2 separate regions of the Gossypium hirsutum genome follow, and region 1 is linked to region 2. Evidence: chromatin contacts called from public Hi-C data. All regions are on one chromosome and are shown on one strand. The core of a region is the stretch at or near the end of the contact, and the rest is flanking DNA. Distances in the headings are between cores, read along the strand shown. Region 1 holds the start of LOC107914466 (probable pectinesterase/pectinesterase inhibitor 51). Region 2 holds the start of LOC107914401 (protein MKS1).

Region 1 (3,398 bases), core at 683-3,182, 130 kb before region 2:
CATTGAGGGAGCAGTTATGGAAAATGTGACCAGTTGATTGAGCAGGATCGGTTCTGCCATGAGCTGTGATGGCATTGGTCTCACCTTTTTGGGGATTTAACTGCCGTGGAACAACCAATATTTCACATTCTTGGAATACAGCAGCTGAGTTTCCGAAGATGAAATCCACGTTCCCCTGAATCTGGCACTTGTTGTAGAATTGGCGGAGCGAGTGAGCATAAAGTGTATCTTGATTTCCTATGAATTCACAGTTCTCGATGACAGAGAGATCGCTATCTGATCGGAAGGCTACTGCTTGGTGAGCATCGGGGCCTGCTGTGTTCTTGATGGTGAGGCCGCTGGCCATAAATCCATCCCCAAGTACTCCTGTTACACGTTAGGATGATGAGAAACTCAAAACAAATAAAAGCTATGGATTTGGAAAATTTGACTGATCTTTCAAAGTCTACGTTGAATTTAAGAGGCATTTCCAAGTAAATTACAAAAAGTTGAAGTCATCTCTCCGGTCTAATAAAGATCCTAAAACATATATAAAAAATGATATCTAGCAAACCCCAAATTCGGAATTCCTTCCACCGTGTCCGCACAGACGAATCACCGAATTCTGATGTTTTATCGAAAAAAGTTAAAATAAGAGGGTGGGGTTACTCACCGACTGTCGCAGACTCGTAAGTGGTCATTCCAGGCTGCCCCACATTTAGAGAACCTGTAATAACGGTTTTACCCCTCCCCTCCCCCAAGAACACCACATTTTTCTTCGCCAACGGAACCCTCACCGTTTCCTCGTACACCCCTTCCTTTATCTCTATCACGAACCGTCGCCCCGCTTCTGCATTATCCGGCGCCGCGTTCACCGCCTCTTGCACCGTCTTGTAACACCCTCCGCTCCCGTCTTTGCACACCGTTACGTCCGACTTTAATCCCGTCGGGAAACCCCCGTCGAACACCAGTTCCGTTCCGCCCGACCCTTTCTCGTAGAACCCGTCCCGTTCCGTTTTGGGTGGGGCCCACGAATTGATGTTGTCCCCGTAATTATCGTAAGCGGCCATCATGCTTAACGCGTTGCTGGTGTGCTGCGTCAAAGAGTCCAAGAACGCCATGGTTTGGTTGACCAATTGGGTGTCATTTGCGTACTTGAGGGCGCCCCAGCAATCGTATTGGTAGCAAAGGGCGGCGCTCATCCATGCACGTGCGTCCTTGATCTTGCCACGTGATAACGCGTCGACGGTCGAGTTGATGCGGTAATCAGAGTTGGAAAGGATTTCATCACAGATGGAAGCGGCGTTGGTGCGGTTAAGGTTGCCTTTGGAGGATTCGAGGATGGATTTCACCATGGATTGTCCGGTTTTGAGGTTGTGGGAAGAGACAGAAATGGCGGAGAGGATGATTTGGAGGGAAGTGGGGTTGGGAGGGAGTGTTAGAGAGGATTCACAAGGTTGAGGAAAACGAGTGGAGTGGCAGGCGAGGCGGATTTGAGAAGTATTTTGAGGTGGGTGTTGTTGGAGATGGTGGCGATGGGAAGAAGAGAGGGTGAAGAAAAGAGCGAGAGAAAGAAGAGAAAGGAGAAGAAAAGCAGACATTGAGATGAGCAGAAGGCGACAAGCGGGTTTCCGGAGCGGGTTTTTGGAAGGTATATTATGATTTGGGTGGGGTGGTTGTGGTGGAGATGAGGGCATGGTTTAATAGTGGGTGGGAATGGGGGTATTTATAAATCCAAGAGATGGTGGAGGGGTTTTGGTGAATTCACGAGAAGAAAGAGTCACGGGGGGCATGTTTGATTTTGGAATTTTCCCCCATGGAAAGGGAGGAAGAAGGAGGTGTGCGGCCAATCCATTTACTTGTTCTTCACTGTCAGCACACCACTGATTGGTCGATTTTAGTTTTTGGGGGAAATTTAGGGAAGTGGAGAGAAGGGAATTAAGTATATGTCTCTTTTTCCTGCTTCTGTCTCTAATTTTGTCTCCTTTTACAGCGGTTAACGGGTTTGTTGGGTAATATCATACCATAATATTTAAAATATTATTTTAACTTTTTTGTTTAATTTTTTTTATTTTTTTAAGTTTAAAATTTGAGGTAAAAACTAATATATATTAATTTTATTAACGTGATATATACGTGGATTGTCACGTGAATATCATCTAAGTAATTAATTATTTTTTTTAAATTTTAAAAAATTAATTAATTGCTAATGCAAATTACTACATGGATGTCATGTCAATAAAATTAATAGACGTTAAATTTTTTATTCAATTTGAGGTGATATAATAAAATATTAAAATAATTATTTTCTAAAATTAAAGAACCAAATAAATTATTATACTAACAAATATATATTAAATATAATTTTAAAAAATATATATTCAACATGAACAAGTATTGTAAAAAAATTATACATAAATGATGCATTGGCCCAAATAATTGATTTCTTATATTTGAATACACTTTTAAAATTTCATCATGTGTCATCTAATAAATAAATTTTATTTTTATTTGAATTTCATTTAAAAATTAAATTAATTAAACTATGTTAATTGATTACTTCTGATTGATTTGATTATATACTAGTAGCCTTTGATTAAATAGAGAATTTATGCTACAAGAACAAATTAACCAATATATCTCACCGGATCAAGAGCCAATATATCTCTCATTAATAGGCTATATTTGACAATAGAAATGTTAAATGGATTGCCTTCTAATAACATGATATTATTATTATTATTATAAAAAGAAGAAGTAAATATTTTTATTTTTATTCGGGTGTAATAGTAAGACATATTGTACTTTCAAAGAAAAGATACAGATTTAAACTTTGGAGATGATACTGTTAGGAGGGGCAGTTACGAATTCCAAACATGGACCATAAAACGGATATGAAAAATACAAATTTTTTTTATATTTTTAGGGATAAATATCAAAATTATACACAAATTTTAGTTTAATGTGAAATTTGATACATGAACATTAATTTTGATTTAATTATACACAAGTACAAAAATACAGCTATTTGTTTTCATATTAAATTTTTATTTGTGTTTATATATGCAACATCAAACATAAAATAATATTACATTAATCATATTGTTAGTAATTTATAAAAATAAAAAAAAATTAAAATTTTATATATAACTTTAAATATTAAATTAAAATTTGAATATTTAACACATTACTAGATGTTATCGTTTGTCAGCGAGTTGTTAAAAAGTTGGTCCTCACATCACCTAGAATTACCTAAGAAATGAAATGACTATATGAATAGTTATTATTCAAGTAAAGGTGCCATGAGATTTGGGTTGTGTCTATTTATAATATTATTTGTTATATCTATGCCCCATACTCCTACTGATGTTGCATGTGTCCCGCAAACTTATATAAATTGACGAATTACGTGTCTAGTG
Region 2 (3,307 bases), core at 232-2,731:
ATTTATTATAAGAATAATATATGATGCATCGTCAGTACATAAGTCTCAAGCATCATCCGTAACTAATAATAAGACATGCAGGAGGAAAGCCAGAAAATTTTTTTAGGGGGCGAAATTAAATTGTAATTTTTACAATAGTAAAAATGCAATTTCACCATTTTAATAGCCTTTATCTTTATAATTTTTGAAGGATTAAATCAAACTTTTATCATTTTTAGGGGGTCAAAGTGCAATTTTACCTTTATTAATTTAAAATTTTAAAAATTTCAAAGGGCTTAAATAGAAAATTTTTTCATTTTAGGGGGTGGGGCTCTTGTTAACCTCCCCTAGTTTTACCCCTGATGACATGTCATTATTAAATTAAACAAAAAAATGAAAGATTTGTAAATAAATATTAATAAAACGTTTTTACATTAATTATGTTATAGGAAGTGTGCTTATATTAATTATATATATATATATAAAAGTAAGTTTATATTAATGAGAGGAAAAATGAATGGAAAAAAATACAAATTTTATCAATAATGATATCAATATATACCCTATTTGGCAATTGGTTGATAGTTGATAGCTGATTATTGATTGTAGTAGTTGGTTTGACCAACTGATTCTATTAATTGTTTAGTTGAAAGTGTTTAGTAAAACTTAGTTGATAGCTAAAAGCTGATGCGTAAAATAACAAATAAGGATATGCCACATTTTATTCTTTAAGTATTTATTTGTTTATAATACTTTAATTTTTATTGGGTGAAATTATTGAAATGAAACACTATTACCAAGAAATGAAAACATCCATTATGAAAATTAAGTAGTGGATATTTTAGAAATTTAAATAAACAAAGTTCTTAAGTTCCTTATTTGCAAATATTAGCCTTGTGGAAATTGTATAATTGTAAATTATATATAATTATATCATGTTCTTAGTATACAAATTAGTGATAATTATGTCACACTCTAAATAAATTTGTCAAGTAGTATATTTCAATTAATATAAAATTGCATAAGAAATTATTTTACACAAGTAAATTAAAAATAAATTAAGATACATAAATATTCAAGGATGAATGGGCTCAACTGAAAATTTCTCGTAGCAATATTGATTTTTGTTGATTCATGGTGGAGTGTTTTTTTGTAGATTCACATGGAGGGTTTTTTTTTTTGAGATTTACTTTGGACTTTAGAGGTGAAATGAAAATGGGAGAATAAATGCTACTGATATATTGGCACTCTATTAGGTTTGAGTATATGGCAAAGAGTAATTTTTTAGCAAGTATGATTAGATATATCATTCCACATATCTCACTTCCAATCGGCCATAGAAAAAAGTTATTCATTCCAACGTTTTTTATTTTGAAGGTTTTAGCTCAACAAGCTCTTATAAACTTTTATCATCAAACATTACAATTTGAGTATTAAATCCAAACTCTTGCAGCCCAAAACAACTAAAACAATCTGCCCACCCCTAAATTTATAAGTTGGAGATAAATTTCAAAAAGGAAAAAAAAGGAAGTAATACTAATATTTGCATTGACTAGTCAATTCTTTTGGTCAAAAGTCAAAATAATGTGCCTCAAAGCCTCTTATCATATCATTACCAACTAAATAAAAATTGCTCATCATTCTCTGATCTTCGTCTCTCGAAACCTTTCTTTACTGCCCATCCTCAATCATGGACCTTCACTTTCCCAAGCGCCAGTTACAAATCCAAGGTCCACGCCCCAACCCACTCAGACTCAGCAAAGACTCCCATAAAGTTAAAAAACCACCTCACCCGCCACCTCGCGCCGCTGCCCCTCCCGCTGTCCAACACCGTCGCGAGCCTGTAGTCATCTACGCTGTCTCACCCAAAGTCATCCACGCTGAACAATCCGACTTCATGTCAGTAGTACAACGATACACCGGGCTTTCATCCGAAAGCTTCTCTAGCGGTGGCGCAATATCGCCGGCGGCTAGGATGGCAGTGACGGAGAAGGCAAGTCTGACCCCAAGAGAGAGAGTAGTAGAAGTGGGGGTGTTCGGGGAAGGTGGGATGGAAGAGAGTTTGATTCGGATTCCACCAGGGATACTTTCGCCTGCGCCGGAAGCGTTGCCGGCTGTAGAAACGGGAACGATCTTTTCGCCGGCGTCGGAAGCTCGAATGATGACGGTTTTGAATGACTGGAGCCCGATGTTTTACGGGAGTGGGTTAATGGCAAGCCCCTCTTCTATATTGCTTTCCGAGTCTTTAATTTCTTCTCCAACTCTTTCTTCTGATTTTTTTACTCAAATTTGGAAACTTTAACCAAAATTTATTTAAATTTTCCAAATCAAATTTTGGGTTTCTATATTTGGAGATTGTATTGTTAGATTTAGTGGCTTCTTCAATTGTAATAATATGCTAACTTTATAAAAAGAAATGATGAATTTGTTGTAAGAGTTTATTTTTTTATGTAAAAAGATGCAATTTTAATTTAGCTTGTATTTGAATTTTAATTCTAATTTTAACTGAAATCTGGTGGCCAATGGGTTGAATATCTTCAACCTAGAAAAAAATTCACAAATGAGAGTTCTTTCAAGTCGACCCCTTGCAACAAAAAAAATCCTATAGACTAACAGGCAATCCATAGTTGTGGAATGTCTTGATTCTTCCGTTCCGTCCGCCTGCAACAATCACGAGGCCCCATGTTTCTGGCAAGGTTGCGTGATAGTCGCCGTAGTTGTGACAGAGCTGTTGTTGTTCATACGAATAATACTCGTCTTCTGCAACTGTTATTTCCCACAACATAAGTTTTTCTTCAGGCCATGTTGCAGAACCCTTGCAGGAGCCATCTATGGAGAACCAGTTTCCAAGTGAGAATCGTTGCGAATCTCTGATCCAAGAAGTGCCCTCTATCTGATCCCCTCTCAGTGACCGATCCGAGTGCCGCTGATCTGAACCTTGGCCTAACCAAGGTATTGCTACAGACACATCTTCACAGAAGAAGTGTTCGCAAGAAGAAACAGATTTTGTATGTTTCGATGTTCGAGGGCAAATGTCATCGTAGTTCCAAACATAAACACGACAGTCTTCTCCAACTGAGATTATATGTCTCCCAGTGGACGTAAAAGATGCTGACATCTGACTTCTGGACTTGGGGAGTCCTGCAATATTCAAGCAAAATATTAGACTATGAAAATTACAACTTAATGACTGAAGTTTTGAACCTTTTCGTAATAATGCAACTTTGGATATGTTTTCGAATCAAGGAAAGGCAGGCAGCAAGCAATCAACTAAAAGAACTATCATTGCCATCAAATTCAAAGTGCAGACTGAAGAACAGAGCAAGCA

What was found. A called contact is a pair of places that touch in the nucleus more often than the background predicts.
Region 1: a contact with region 2 is called in a Hi-C map of leaf, with 2.9 times the contacts expected there. The contact joins the promoter of LOC107914466 here to the promoter of LOC107914401 in region 2. A contact is called at or near these places in 6 of 34 Hi-C or Micro-C datasets (hypocotyl, leaf and petal).

The regions. Positions count from the first base shown.
Region 1 is chrD10:16,129,518-16,132,915 of Gossypium_hirsutum_v2.1, reverse strand. LOC107914466 (probable pectinesterase/pectinesterase inhibitor 51) reads right to left here and starts at 1,932. Exons shown (of 2, transcript XM_016843388.2): 1 at 653-1,932; 2 at 1-366. The coding sequence starts at 1,676.
Region 2 is chrD10:15,995,408-15,998,714 of Gossypium_hirsutum_v2.1, reverse strand. LOC107914401 (protein MKS1) reads left to right here and starts at 1,481. Exons shown (of 1, transcript XM_016843309.2): 1 at 1,481-2,453. The coding sequence starts at 1,670. The coding sequence ends at 2,281. LOC107914400 (protein tipD) reads right to left here. Exons shown (of 9, transcript XM_041102112.1): 9 at 2,431-3,120. The coding sequence ends at 2,582.